2 separate regions of the Gasterosteus aculeatus genome follow, and region 1 is linked to region 2. The links are chromatin contacts, called in public Hi-C maps. All regions are on one chromosome and are shown on one strand. The core of a region is the stretch at or near the end of the contact, and the rest is flanking DNA. Distances in the headings are between cores, read along the strand shown.

What was found. A called contact is a pair of places that touch in the nucleus more often than the background predicts.
Region 1: a contact with region 2 is called in a Hi-C map of skeletal muscle, with 11 times the contacts expected there. The contact joins two enhancer-like sites. A contact is called at or near these places in 2 of 6 Hi-C or Micro-C datasets (skeletal muscle and whole body).

The regions. Positions count from the first base shown.
Region 1 is chr20:353,947-361,823 of fGasAcu3.hap1.1, reverse strand. It overlaps LOC120811177 (transmembrane protein 79), which reads right to left and starts at 4,704. Exons shown (of 5, transcript XM_040166377.2): 1 at 4,289-4,704; 2 at 2,150-2,615; 3 at 1,473-1,667; 4 at 1,168-1,399; 5 at 583-1,063. The coding sequence starts at 2,609. The coding sequence ends at 859. Within about 2 kb of position 1,448, at least 2 of the 9 cell types and tissues checked have open chromatin away from gene starts, as enhancers often do.
Region 2 is chr20:166,611-174,096 of fGasAcu3.hap1.1, reverse strand. pik3r4 (phosphoinositide-3-kinase, regulatory subunit 4) reads right to left here. Exons shown (of 21, transcript XM_040164971.2): 12 at 2,946-3,025; 13 at 2,377-2,599; 14 at 744-909; 15 at 238-402; 16 at 1-165. Among protein-coding and RNA genes, the nearest start is that of pik3r4, 14 kb to the right of the region's middle. Within about 2 kb of position 3,211, at least 3 of the 9 cell types and tissues checked have open chromatin away from gene starts, as enhancers often do.

The DNA of each region.
Region 1 (7,877 bases), core at 199-2,698, 190 kb before region 2:
GCCTCATGTGTCTCCACAGTGTGAACACATGTGACGTCTGTGCAGAAACACTCACATCGACAGGAAAAACTCCCCAAACAATGAGAGAGTGTTTGATGGGGAGAATAAAGGGAAGAAACCTTTAGAGACACAGGACGGTCCTCCAGGGACGGACAGAATGAACAACGTCAAATATGAATAATACGTTAAATTCATCCGACAGAAATGATTCAAATGAACATGTTATCTGCTCATGTGTTCATGATCATCTCCTGCTCTTCCTTCAAGTTCTGACGTGAGACGATTATCCTGATGATTGACATCTGGTTCAAACTAACGAGACGTTTGAGCGCCGATCCGCCTTCGAGGAACCGAGACAGTCTGATGTCAATCATCTCGGTAACCTGAGCTGGGTAACGGGACATTTGATGGACTTAGTTGAACCACGTACGAGGAACCGGGTCCTGATCTCTATTTTTTGGTTCACATTGTTTGTGTCACAATAAAAGTTGAGCAGCTTCAGAGTTCTTTGCATGTAGCGTCGATCCAATGAGGAAACAGTTAACTTGAGTCGCAGTTTAACAAAACAATGGAAAAAGTCAGTGAAGGGGGGAACACGTATTTATGATATATACACCAATACATACTGTACTGTGTAGAATGTGTACATTGTATATAAAGTTCATCTGGATTCTAAAAGTGGATTAAATACTTTTATTGTGAAGAATAAAACTTTTTTTATTGAGCCTTAAATTTGTAATATCAGTGAAAAGATTTGACAAATCTTTTGTCTGCAGACATTTCATAGAACTTTTTTCTTCTGTTTCAAAGTTTGTTTGTGTTTTAACTACTGGACTGAAGCGAGTCGATCAGCTGATCTCATCCCCAGAACCTCTGTCTGCCGGCGGGTGGAGTCGGCAGCAGCTCGGCAGGAGACGGGAGGACGAAGACGGAGCCGGACGCCTCCACAGAAAAGATGAAGTAGAAGTTGGCGGCCATCATGGCGAGACTTGGCAGGAAGGAGAGGCCGAAGCCGAAGCCCCGGATGCTGCTGCTGAACGCTGCGGCCACCCAGTAAACCAGCCTAGAGACACAAAACAAGCGCACCTTTAGTTCAATGTACAAACCAAGCGCACCTTTCTCTGAACGTAACCTGAATGAGTAAATAAAGTTATGTGTGAATCTCACCGGCCGAGGGCGAAGACAATGGTCAACAGCGGGATGAGCTTCAGCTGGTCTTGTGTCAAGTACATCGCCATGACGACCAGCTGCAGAAAGTAGATCAGGAACAAGGACGCGGAGTCAGAAACGAAGCGCTGATGGACGGTGACTTCGTGGAGCTCCGCCTCCTTGCCCTCGTCATGGAACAAGGGGCGGAGCTCCCCCGACCGGAGGCGGCTGACACCAAGCACCAGCCAACCTGTGGGGAGCGACATGGTTACCGTGGAGACGGGTTCAGCCAGGAGCTTCTCCGTCTATGGTGCCATAGTTACCGAGGACGATGGGGGCGGCGGCGAACACCGAGCAGCGCAGCGTGTAGACGAGCCGGGGGGGGGCGCCGTCCAGCAGCGGGGCGTCAAACGGCAGGAAGACAAACCCCCCCCACACCAGGAGGGGGAAGAAGAGCGCTGAGGTGATCAGGGACACGCCCACCTTCAGGATGTCCCGGCTGGGACAGCCCCGCCCACCTGAGACAGACACACAGGCAACAATTGTTAAGGTGGGTTAGTTATAAATAATCAAGTCACAACGTGAGCTTTAGTACTTTTTCAGATTAGTTTTAGTAGATTAGTAGATTAGTTTAATCAACATTTCTGTGGTCGGTTTGTCAACATTGAACCTTCTTAACATTTAACTTGAGAATACGGGTCCGTCTGACTCCCCGCTGGGCGTCATCTCATCTCAGCCCGCGGAGACTTTGTGGAGATGTGTATGTATGTATACATACATATATATGTGTGTTTGTGCTTTTAACATCTAAAGTTCAGCAGCACCACAAACTACAGCTGCTCCTCATCATCTTCATCAGAAACATTACGGACTGGACATAAATATATGTGAGTTATACACACATATTATACACACACACACACACACACACACATCATCAGGTCAGTCAGACCGTCCTCCGACCCGTTCTAGGTATTGAGAAACAGCCAGGTATACCTACACGTGCCAGGGGGCGTGTCCTCGGTCCACTCGTACCGGTAGCCATGTTGGTTGTAGTCCTGAGCGACCCCTTGGGAATCCAGGAAGGGGCTCTTCTCAGACTCCATCTCCCAGAGCGCCTCGCTGCCTCTGGGCGAGGACGGGGAGTGAAGGACGGTGACCGCGGGACTGAACACCTGAGCAGCTTTCTCTGGCAGGTGGTTCCCTCCAGGCTCCGCCCTCTCCTCTCCCCTCTGACCCCCCCTCCTCTCTCCCTCTGCCATCAGCCCTCTCTCACTTTCTGTCCAACTTGCAGACCTCCTCTGGTCACCTTTACCTGTGGGTCTGCTCCCGGGCCACTGCAGGGTGTCAGGCTCCACCAAAGCCGACCTCACCCCCCCCTCCTCCTCCTCCAGCCCCCCACTGTCCTGCATCTTGGTACTTCCTGTTGGGCACTGGGCATCTTCAGTCAGCAGAGACATGCCTGTCTGCCAGAGAGAACAGTGATCACATCACTTTATTGATCTCTAATCACATTCTCTTATTTAGAACGTTTATATTCACACATTGATCCGAAGGGGAGTAGTGATAACGTAGGGGGACCAGACGTCCTCTTTTCCACCGACATGTCCTCTTTTTGAATGTGTCCGGCAGGGATTCCAAAAACATCCGGGATTTTGCTTCGTGGGATATTTGTGTTTTTCTGGGTCTTTCACAAACTGGTCATTACGCCCTGACAGTTCGATAGGTAATCGCCGACTCTTCAGTCTTAGAGAAATATGCCCAACCACACGAGGACAGAAAAGTGTCTTCATTTTCTTATTTTAATAAGTGGCCATATAAACCATTTATTATTTAGAATGTTGTATGTGTTATCATTATTGCTTCAATATATGGACAAGACACATTACACCCCGCACTTGTCCACCCCGGACAAAACCTGTTTGTGCCCCTTCCATCTGGCAGGAGGCTGAGGTCCATCAGGACTAAGACCTCCCGCCACACCAACAGCTTCTTCCCGTCGGCAGTCGGGCTCATCAACAGAGCCGGTCCCCCACTGACCGACTATAACATCCCACCGGTCACTCCCCCTCACACTGCACATGTCACTTTAACTGCAATTCATCACTTTGTCTCTTGTCTGTTACTTGTTTGTTAGTGCACTTTATGCTTAATATTTTTCTTTTTTACTTTTTAATATTTAACATTTTTTAACTTTATTCTCTTGTTTTATACTAACCCATAGCCTTATTCTACTAACACATTGCATTAGCATTTCATTCCACTTTATTTTATTACTTGTGCACTGTTGTCTTGTCTGTCTACTGTCGCGCACTAACCGCCAAGACAAATTCCTTGTATGTTTGACATATTTTGGCTAATAAATGTTTCCTGATTCCTGATTCCTGATTTAAAGAAGCGCTGGACTAAATGCCACAAAAGTGTTGTTTTACATTTGCACTTTGAAGTTTTGTTAAAGTTCAATAAATAGATGTTCATATAGTCATTAGTGTCATATGTGACATCTGTACGCATTCACACGGTCATGGTGAGGCATGCTGTACTCCCCCCCCCCTCGGCCACGCCCCCTCCCTCCGCCACGCCCCCTCCCCCGCGCGACGAAGTGTCTCTTTTTCACAAACTCAAATCAGGTCACCCTAGCTAACCCCGCCCCCTTCTGACAACATGGCAGCCGTGACGTAAACAGATTAAAAGTCACCGAAATCAACACATAGTGACCGATTCATGGTAGATACTTTCACATATAGATAATAACTCGATAATCAGCAGGCGGCCGGGCCTCACTGATCAATAATCTCACTTTTAGAGAAGCAAAATAGCAAGCTAACCCACAGAGCAAGCTAACCCAAAGTAGCAAGCTAACACAAAGTAGCTAGCTAACCCAAAGTAGCAAGCTAACACAAAGTGGCAAGCTAACCCAAAGTAGCAAGCTAACACAAAGTAGCTAGCTAACCCAAAGTAGCAAGCTAACACAAAGTAGCAAGCTAACACAAAGTAGCTAGCTAACCCAAAGTAGCAAGCTAACACAAAGTGGCAAGCTAACCCAAAGTAGCAAGCTAACACAAAGTAGCAAGCTAACACAAAGTAAGAAGCTAACACAAAGTAAGAAGCTAACAATGAAACAGAAAACTAAGCTCACCGTGACGAAGTGATCTTCTCCTGTTGTTGTTTCCGGTCCTTTGCTGCGGCTCTCCGGAAGTTGAGCTCAGGTGTGTCCAGGTGAGGTGAATTCTCTTAAAGGAAAAGAAGCCAACTCACAGATACTAATACACACACTTTGAGGTACAAATACTACGTTGACACATGAAAGGTTAATGTTCAGTAAAAACTGAATAATCAGGCTTTTTAATGTATATAACATATTATAAATACTGTAGTATTATCAGCAAATGTACACATTGTATTATAAAAACGGTAGTACTATCAGGTAAATGTACATAATATATTATAAATCCTGTAGTATTATCATGTAAATATAAGTAATGTATCATAAATACTGTAGTATTATTGGGTACAAACAGAATTATAGATACTGAAGTATTGTCTGTTAAATGTACGTAAGTTATATTATTACATCACAGAGACATAACATACTGCTCTCTGATTGGCCAGGAGCTGTTTTTTTCATTGATTAAAATTATATGTTATTTTCTTTTATGAGTCTATTGTTATTACATCATAAAATATAGATCGCATAAGAATCAAACAAACTACACATTAAAATAAAATTAATTAAATCAAATACATGTAATATTTGTTTACTTATATTTGATTTCCTCCAACTGAAGATTGGGACATTCATTTGATTACAATTACTATTATTTAGTTGTGTTATTACAGTGATCCCTCGCCACTTCGCGGTTCACTTATCGCGGATTCGCTATTTCGCGGATTTTCATAATGCATTTTTTTTTTTTTTGGTGCATTGTGCTCTGCATTCTGATTCGCTAAAAACTCACTCCCGAGCCGTTCATTACAGTTCTCCAACGTAATCGATGGTGGCATGTCGGTGTACAAGGATCTTTTTGCAAAGAAGAAAAAAGAGCGACAACAGCTGCCTATCACTATGTTCTTCTCCCGAACAAACACACCTGCACCGCGGGCTTCAGAAGAAGAGAACACTGCAGAGCGCAGTCAGGATGCAGCGGCCCAGTCTGAAGAGCAGTGAAACGGCCTACACGTGAGTCACTGTATTTGTATACATGTAATAGTTGCTAATTGTAAAAAAAAAAAAAGTTTTCTATTTCGCGGATTTCACTTATCGCGGGTCATTTTCGGAACGTAACCCCCGCGATAAACGAGGGATTACTGTATATTAAGAAGTCATCTGACCTCCTACTCCTACTTTCTTCCTTCGCTCTGTCACTCAGTCCCTCTCCTCCTCCTCACAGAGCCGTCAATCACCTCGACTACATCTTCACTAGAAACTGCTCCACCACCAACATCTCTGTGACTCCACTTCATGTGTCTGACCACTTCTTCATCTCTTACAGTCTTACAGTCCACTTCTACACGGCCATCATGGAGTCCATCCTCTGCTCCTCCATCACCGTCTGGTACGCTGCAGCCACAGCCAAGGACAAGGGCAGGCTGCAGCGTGTCCTCCGCTCTGCAGAGAGGCTGATCGGCTGCAATCTGCCGTCCCTGCAGGACTTGTTCGCTTCCAGGTCTCTGAAGCAGCTAAAAAGATGGCGGCCGACCCCTCTCACCCCGGACAAAACCTGTTAGTGCCCCTTCCATCTGGCAGGAGGCTGAGGTCCATCAGGACTAAGACCTCCCGCCACACCAACAGTTTCTTCCCGTCGGCAGTCGGGCTCATCAACAGAGCCGGTCCCCCACTGACTGACTATAACACTCCACCGGTCACTTTCTTTCATTCTGCACATGTCACTTTAACTGCAATTCATCACTTGTCACTCGTCACTTTGTCTCTTGTCTGTTACTTGTTTGTTAGTGCACTTTATGCTTAATATTTTTCTTTTTAACTCTTTTAATATTTAACATTTTTTAACTTTATTCTCTTGTTTTATACTAACCCATAGCCTTATTCTACTAACACATTGCATTAGCATTTCATTCCACTTTATTTTATTACTTGTGCACTGTTGTCTTGTCTGTCTACTGTCGCGCACTAACCGCCAAGACAAATTCCTTGTATGTTTGACATATTTTGGCTAATAAATGTTTCCTGATTCCTAATTCCTGATTCCTTACTCTCTGTAACTAACGACCCATCAACTGACTCTGTACCTGTTTGCTCCCTCTCTCCTCCTCTCTCCTCCTCTCTCCTCCTCTGTTCTATCAGCTCTCCCTTCTACTGACTCCTTGGCGATGAGAGCCACCATGCGAGCATCGGAGAGGAGACGATGTAAATATAAACGACCTGATGACCTGCTTGTGTTTCAATCTCTTCTCTCCTCTTTTTCTGCTTCTGTCTCTGCTGCCAAAAGCTCTTTCTACCAATCCAGAATCCAATCTTCATTTTCTAACCCCAAAAAACTCTTTTCGATCTTCTCCAACCTCCTTGAACCCCCTAGTCCTCCTCCTCCCTCCTCCCTTCTTCCAGGAGACTTTGTCAACTACTTTACCAAGAAAATAGCTGACATACGCTCCTCCTTCTCAAACCCACCTCCTCCTACTCGTGTCCCACTGACTTCACCTCTATCGTCCTCACTTCCCTCCTTCACCCCCCGTTTCCTAACAAAGTTCTTACCCTAGTAACCTCTGCCCGTCCACCACCTGCCCTCTTGACCCCATTCCATCACATCTTCTACAATCTATCGCTCCTGACCTTCTTCCTTTCCTCACCTGTCTCATCAACAACGCTTTGATATCTGGCTGTTTTCTCTGAAGGAGGCAATAGTTAACCCTCTCCTGAAGAAACCCACCCTCAACCCTTCTGAAAAAAACAGCTACAGACGGTCTCTCTTCTTCCCTTTTTGTCCAAAACTCTTGAACGTGTGATCTTTAACCAACTCTCCTCCTATCTCCACCGTAACAACCTCCTTGACCCCCACCAGTCAGGCTTCAAGGCCGTTCCACAGAGACTGCTCTCCTTGCTGTCTCAGAGCAACTCCACACTGCTAGAGCTCCTCTCTGTCCTCTGTCCTCGTCCTTCTGGACCTCTCTGCTGCATTTGACACAGTCAACCACCAGATCCTTATCTCCTCCCTTCAGGAACTTGGTGTCACAGGCTCTGCTCTCTCCCTTCTCTCGTCCTACCTCGACGGACGCACCTACCGGGTAACCTGGAGAGGATCTGTGTCGGAACCTCGTCCTCTTACCACTGGAGTTCTTCAGGGTTCCGTCCTGGGTCCCCTCCTCTTCTCGCTCTACACCAACTCTCTCTGCGCTGTCATTCGCACTCGCACTCCTCCACTCCTCCGCTCTCTTCACTGGTACCGGTGGCTCATCCAGTTCTAACCATGGTGCTCACGTACCATGCTGTGAATGGATGGGGTCCAGCTTCCATCCAGGACCTGGTCCAACCCGACATCCCGACCCGCACTCTCCGCTCTGCATGTGATAAACTGCTTGTTCCTCCTCACTGAGACCAAAACACTCGACTAGATCTCCACTCTTTGCTGTCCTGCTGCTAAATGGTGGAAGGAGGTCTCTGAAGACATCAGGACCACAGAGAGCCTTCACATCGTCACCTAAAGACACACCTCTTCAGACTCTACCTCCACTAACACACTAACTGTAGCACTTACATTGGACTTATAATG
Region 2 (7,486 bases), core at 1,962-4,461:
AGTCCCAGGCGGAGGTCGTGCCTCAGCGTCCAGGCGTTGGAGTTGGAGCGAAGGTCCCAGCCGACCAGCGAGCCGTTGACGGTGGCGTAGGCCAGCACCGACTGGGCGCCAGAGTTGAAGTGGTGGATGTCCACCGCACAGCCGTCTTCCTGCGGGTCAAGTAACCTGAAGAGAGAGGACACGTGGTGTGACACGTCGTCGGGGCAGAGCAGAGACCTGTGGGTGTGGCTCACTTACCTTGTCTGGAAGGGCTGAACTTTGGGAGACTTGGGCGGTTTGTTTGCTTCCACTGCCAGCAGCTGGATGGATCCGTTGTCTGAAGCCACCGCCAGATAATGTGACCCCTGACAGAAGGTCAAGGTCTTCACGTGACCCCCGATACGGGAATAGGTCAAGACCGACCTGTGACAGCACACGTCAGCAATGTTAGAGTGAAGCACGAGTGAATGTGTTCACAGCCCTCAGCTTGTGGTCTCAAGTCTAGTATTTCAATAATGTGGGTTCTGGTCATGTGGTCTGTTGTTTTGGGTACCGTGGTCTTTGAGGTTGAGGTCTAGTGTTTTGATTACATGGACTCACGTCTATTGTTCACTAAAGTGGTTCTCTGGGGTTGTGGTCTAGTGTTTCAGTAAAGTGGTCTCTGGGGTTGTGGTCTAGTGTTTCAGTAAAGTGGTCTCTGCTTTTGGTGGACTGGTGTTTCAGTAACGGGGTTTCTGGTCTGATCTGTGGTCTTAAAGACTCACCTGGTGGTGGTGGTCTTTCCCTCCATCTTCTGACTGTCCCAGACCTTAACAGTTCCGTCATTGGAGGCCGTGGCGAAGATAGAGTGTTCGTCTGAGACTCTGATGCGGTTCACAGACGCTTTGTGCTCGTGGAGGTGAGCAACCAGCAGTCCTTTGGGGTGCCACCCTGAAACACGTACCACTTTGAATGAGAGCAATTACAGGATTGTCCTAAATTGGATCACATTTGACAGGTTCTCCTCTATGGAACGGGCCTGACAAGGGGACAGGTTCTCCTCTATGGAACGGGCCTGACAAGGGGACAGGTTCTCCTCTATGGAACGGGCCTGACAAGGGGACAGGTTCTCCTCTATGGAACGGGCCTGACAGGGGGACAGGTTCTCCTCTATGGAACGGGCCTGACAAGGGGACAGGTTCTCCTCTATGGAACAAGCCTGACAAGAGACAGGTTCTCCTCTATGGAACGGGCCTGACAAGGGGACAGGTTCTCCTCTATGGAACGGGCCTGACAATGGGACAGGTTCTCCTCTATGGAACAAGACTGACAAGGGGACAGCTTTCTCCTCTGTGGAACAAGCCTGACAAGGGGACAGGTTCTCCTCTATGGAACGGGCCTGACAAGAGGACAGGTTCTCCTCTATGGAACAAGACTGACAAGGGGACAGCTTTCTCCTCTGTGGAACAAGCCTGACAAGGGGACAGGTTCTCCTCTATGGAACGGGCCTGACAAGAGGACAGGTTCTCCTCTATGGAACAAGCCTGACAAGGGGACAGGTTCTCCTCTATGGAACAAGCCTGACAAGGGGACAGGTTCTCCTCTATGGAACAAGCCTGACAAGGGGACAGGTTCTCCTCTATGGAACAAGCCTGACAAGGGGACAGCTTTCTCCTCTGTGGAACAAGCCTGACAAGGGGACAGGTTCTCCTCTATGGAACGGGCCTGACAAGAGGACAGGTTCTCCTCTATGGAACAAGCCTGACAAGGGGACAGGTTCTCCTCTATGGAACAAGCCTGACAAGGGGACAGGTTCTCCTCTATGGAACAAGCCTGACAAGGGGACAGGTTCTCCTCTATGGAACAAGCCTGACAAGGGGACAGGTTCTCCTCTATGGAACAAGCCTGACAAGGGGACAGGTTCTCCTCTATGGAACAAGCCTGACAAGGGGACAGGTTCTCCTCTATGGAACGGGCCTGACAAGGGGACAGGTTCTCCTCTATGGAACGAGCCTGACAAGGGGACAGGTTCTCCTCTATGGAACGAGCCTGACAAGGGGACAGGATCTCCTCTATGGAACGGTTCTGACAAGGGGACAGGTTCTCCTCTATGGAACAAGCCTGACAAGGGGACAGGTTCTCCTCTATGGAACAAGCCTGACAAGGGGACAGGTTCTCCTCTATGGAACGGGCCTGACAAGGGGACAGGTTCTCCTCTATGGAACGGGCCTGACAAGGGGTCAGGTTCTCCTCTATGGAACGGGCCTGACAAGGGGTCAGGTTCTCCTCTATGGAACGGGCCTGACAAGGGGACAGGTTCTCCTCTATGGAACGGGCCCTACAGGTTCTCCTCTATGGAACAGGTATTCCTCGTGGAGTGTTCTGGTTCCTCCCCATGATACAGGTGAGCGAGGTTACCTGGTGGAGGAGGGCGACTCTCCCACTCTGCACTCTCCATCATCTGCTTGGCCATCCTCTCTGCGCTACACTGCTCCCTCTTCTGCTGCACCAGCTGCTGCAGCTCCACCTTGCAGGTGTTGATGCGTCGGTGGTAAGCGGGGCCGCTCGCCACAGACTGCAGGACGGGAACAGCTGGCACTGAGGCGCTTCTCAGGTTCTGACCCGCCGGCCCTTCAGCCGCCTGCGATCACAGTGGGTTTGTTAGTTACCGACTTCTGGATCCGGTTCAGGTAATCAACCAGAGCTCAAGGATCTCTTCATCAGATGGTTCTTAAATCATAAAACTCTGTGAACACGGCTACAAACGTCTACAAACACCTGTAAACGTGTATAATGACGGCCATGAACACGTGTTTGTAAACATGTCTATTAACATGCCCTAAACACGCGTGCTAACATTTTATACCACTCGTTTCCTGGAGGAACTTAAAGACAGAAGAGATACATGGTTCCTAATAGCTGCCTCCAGGAGGTTGTTGATTGTGAGAGGAACCCAAAAGCTCCAGACTGGCACTGCGTGGTGTTACCGTGGAGGGCGGTTCCTGAGACCCGAACATGCTCTTCCACTCCTCATTCATGGTGGAGTCCTGCTTGGTGTGCTTCCTCGCTGAAAGGCAAACAAACATGATGTTAAGTCTAGAAATGTCTGCTTCATGTTTAGATACGTTGAGATTGGCTCTAATGAAACAAGTTCTGCTTATTTGTACCAACTCTGGACCTCAGGGATTGAGATGTCCTAACATGTCATAGTCAGAGGTCCTTCAGGATCAGTGACATTATGAACCCCTTCGATTAGACTGTACATACCAGCAGATGCTGACGAGCTGATCATCAATCATCTGCAGAACATACAGGGCTTCATGCCCACCTCCATCACCACCCGGCCCCCCCTGTGGCATCGCTGGGCCGACTATTCCCTGCTCCACAGATCACGTTACATCTAAAGGTTAAAGCTGGGAATCACTGACTGATATTTATACTACATGGTTTCCATCTTCTTTCCTCATTTAATCTCTTCAGTCAGTCTAACTTTGTTTTAGGTGTCCTGTCCATCATGACGAGCCGCGGATCAATAGCACGCGGCTGATATTAAAAGTCCCACAAGGCAGTTTGACCCCACAGCGCTCTACTCAACACCTGCCTCACTCGCTCGCAGACGAAGCCGCTTTAGAGCGCCAGACAAAAGCAAAACGTCTTTACAGTACCTTTAAAAGTGGAACCAAAAATCTCAGGAAGAAAAAGAAGAGACGTCTGGAGGAAGATCCTACAAAATATTTTAAAATCTCTGACTTAGTCGAGAAACTGTTGTTGTGTCACTGTCACTGTCTCACACACACACACACACACACACACACACACACACACACACACACACACACACACACACACACACACACACACACACACAGGGGTTAGCCTAAATTAGCCAAAATTTCCCCAAAAGCCACAAAATGTTTTCTTGGGTTGTATTGAACACCATTAGCAATATATTAGTGAAATATATAGTATATAAAAAGGTATAAATACAAACCCAATTCCAAAGTGTACAAATTGTGAATAAAAAAGGAATGCAATAATTTACAAATCTCATAAATTTATATTTTATTCACAATAGAATCTAGACAACATCAAATGTTGAAAGTGAAACATTTTGAAATGTCATGCCAAATATTGGCTCATTTTGGATTTCATGAGAGCTACACATTCCAAAAAAGTTGGGACAGTTAGCAATAAGAGGTCGGAAAAGTGAAATGTACATATACGGAACTTATTAGGTCAATTGGCAACATGCTTGGGTATAAAAAGACTCTCAGAGTGGCAGCGTCTCTCAGAAGTCAAGATGGGCAGAGGATCAATTCCCCAAATACTGCGGCAGAAAATAGTGGAGCAATATCAGAAAGGAGTCTGAAGTTATCATCATCTATAGTGCACATCATCATCAAAAGATCCAGAGGATCTGGAACAATCTTCGTACGTAAGAGTGAAGGCCGGAAAACCATACCGGACGCTCTCAATCACATACAGGAATGCTACTGTAATGGAAATCACTACATGGGCTCAGGAATACTTCCAGAAAACATTGTCGGTGAACACAATCCACCGTTACCGGCTAAAACTCTATAGGTCAAAAAGGAAGCATATCCAAACACGATCCAGAAGCACAGGCGTTTTCTCTGGGCCAGGGCTCGTTTCAAATGGACTGTGGCAAAGTGGAAAACTGTTCTGTGATCAGAGAAATCAAAATTTGAAGTTATTTTTGGAAAACTAGGACGCCGTGTCATCCGGACTAAAGAGGACAAGGACAAGCCAAGTTGTTGTCAGCGCTCAGTTCAGAAGCCTGCATCTGTGAACTGTCTCTATACGGTCTCACACACTGTCCCACGGACTGTCTCTATACGGTCTCACACACTGTCTCTATACGGTCCCACGGACTGTCTCTATACGGTCTCACACACTGTCCCACGGACTGTCTCTATACGGTCTCACACACTGTCCCACAGACTGTCTCTATACGGTCTCACACACTGTCTCTATACGGTCTCACACACTGTCCCACGGACTGTCTCTATACGGTCTCACACACTGTCCCACACACTGTCTCTATACGGTCTCACACACTGTCCCACGGACTGTCTCTATACGGTCTCACACACTGTCTCTATACGGTCTCACACACTGTCCCACGGACTGTCTCTATACGGTCTCACACACTGTCCCACGGACTGTCTCTATACGGTCTCACACACTGTCTCTATACGGTCCCACGGACTGTCTCTATACGGTCTCACACACTGTCTCTATACGGTCTCACACACTGTCTCTATACGGTCTCACACACTGTCTCTATACGGTCTCACACACTGTCCCACGGACTGTCTCTATACGGTCTCACACACTGTCCCACGGACTGTCTCTATACGGTCTCACACACTGTCCCACGGACTGTCTCTATACGGTCTCACACACTGTCCCACGGACTGTCTCTATACGGTCTCACACACTGTCTCTATACGGTCTCACACACTGTCTCTATACGGTCTCACACACTGTCCCACGGACTGACTCTATACGGTCTCACACACTGTCCCACGGACTGTCTCTATACGGTCTCACACACTGTCCCACGGACTGTCTCTATACGGTCTCACACACTGTCTCTATACGGTCTCACACACTGTCTCTATACGGTCTCACACACTGTCCCACGGACTGACTCTCATACTGTCTCATGTCTCTCAGTGTCAGACACACTGTCTCTCATACTGTCTCATGTCTCAGTGTCAGACACACTGTCTCTCATACTGTCTCATGTCTCACAGTGTCAGACACACTGTCTCTCATACGGTCTCATGTCTCAGTGTCAGACACACTGTCTCTCATACTGTCTCACGTCTCAGTGTCAGACACACTGTCTCTCATACGGTCTCATGTCTCACAGTGTCAGACACACTGTCTCTCATACTGTCTCATGTCTCAGTGTCAGACACACCGTCTCTCATACTGTCTCATGTCTCAGTGTCAGACACACCGTCTCTCATACTGTCTCATGTCTCAGTGTCAGACACACTGTCTCTCATACTGTCTCATGTCTCAGTGTCAGACACACTGTCTCTCATACTGTCTCATGTCTCACAGTGTCAGACACACTGTCTCTCATACTGTCTCATGTCTCAGTGTCAGACACACCGTCTCTCATACTGTCTCATGTCTCAGTGTCAGACACACCGTCTCTCATACTGTCTCATGTCTCAGTGTCAGACACACTGTCTCTCATACTGTCTCATGTCTCAGTGTCAGACACACTGTCTCTCATACTGTCTCATGTCTCAGTGTCAGACACACCATCTCTCATACTGTCTCATGTCTCAGTGTCAGACACACCGTCTCTCATACTGTCTCATGTCTCAGTGTCAGACACACCGTCTCTCATACTGTCTCATGTCTCAGTGTCAGACACACTGTCTCTCATACTGTCTCATGTCTCAGTGTCAGACACACTGTCTCTCATACTGTCTCATGTCTCAGTGTCAGACACACCGTCTCTCATACTGTCTCATGTCTCAGTGTCAGACACACCGTCTCTCATACTGTCTCATGTCTCAGTGTCAGACACACCGTCTCTCATACTGTCTCATGTCTCAGTGTCAGACACACTGTCTCTCATACTGTCTCATGTCTCAGTGTCAGACACACTGTCTCTCATACTGTCTCATGTCTCAGTGTCAGACACACTCTCTCATACTGTCTCATGCCTCAGTGTCAGACACACTGTCTCTCATACTGTCTCATGTCTCAGTGTCAGACACACTGTCTCTCATACTGTCTCATGTCTCAGTGTCAGACACACTGTCTCTCATACTGTCTCATGTCTCAGTGTCAGACACACTGTCTCTCATACTGTCTCATGTCTCAGTGTCAGACACACTGTCTCTCACACTGTCTCATGTCACACAGTGTCAGACACACTGTCTCTCATACTGTCTCATGTCTCAGTGTCAGACACGCTGTCTCTATACGGTCTCATGTCTCACACGCTGTCTCTCATACTGTCTCATGTCTCAGTGTCAGACACACTGTCTCTCATACTGTCTGTACGGTGTTGCGATGCAGAGAACATCTGGAAAGCAGCTGCATGTCGTGCTCTTGATAAAGTTCTGTTGGTTTATTTGTTGCTTAATAAACTTCTGAATGTTCCACATTTCACTGCTTCAATTGATCAAATGTCTGATGATGAACAATAGTTGTGTGCTGATTATCTCTACACACACATAATTAACTAGTTCTATGTGGTCATTACACACGTATGATACATAAGATGATACATAGATTCATTCGTATCAATCTGGTTCTTTGGGCTTGTTTTCATCTACATAGATGATTATTCTCATTGATGATGATCATCATGAAGCCTCCTGCCAGCAGACACATTTAAATATAATGTGATTGATTAGAGTGACGAGGCCCTTAAATGAGCGTCACATTTGACCAACACGCGTAACGTTACCTTGTGTGATACTTTGTGGGGCTCACAGGGGGGCCGTCTCAGTTTTGATTATATGATTCAAGT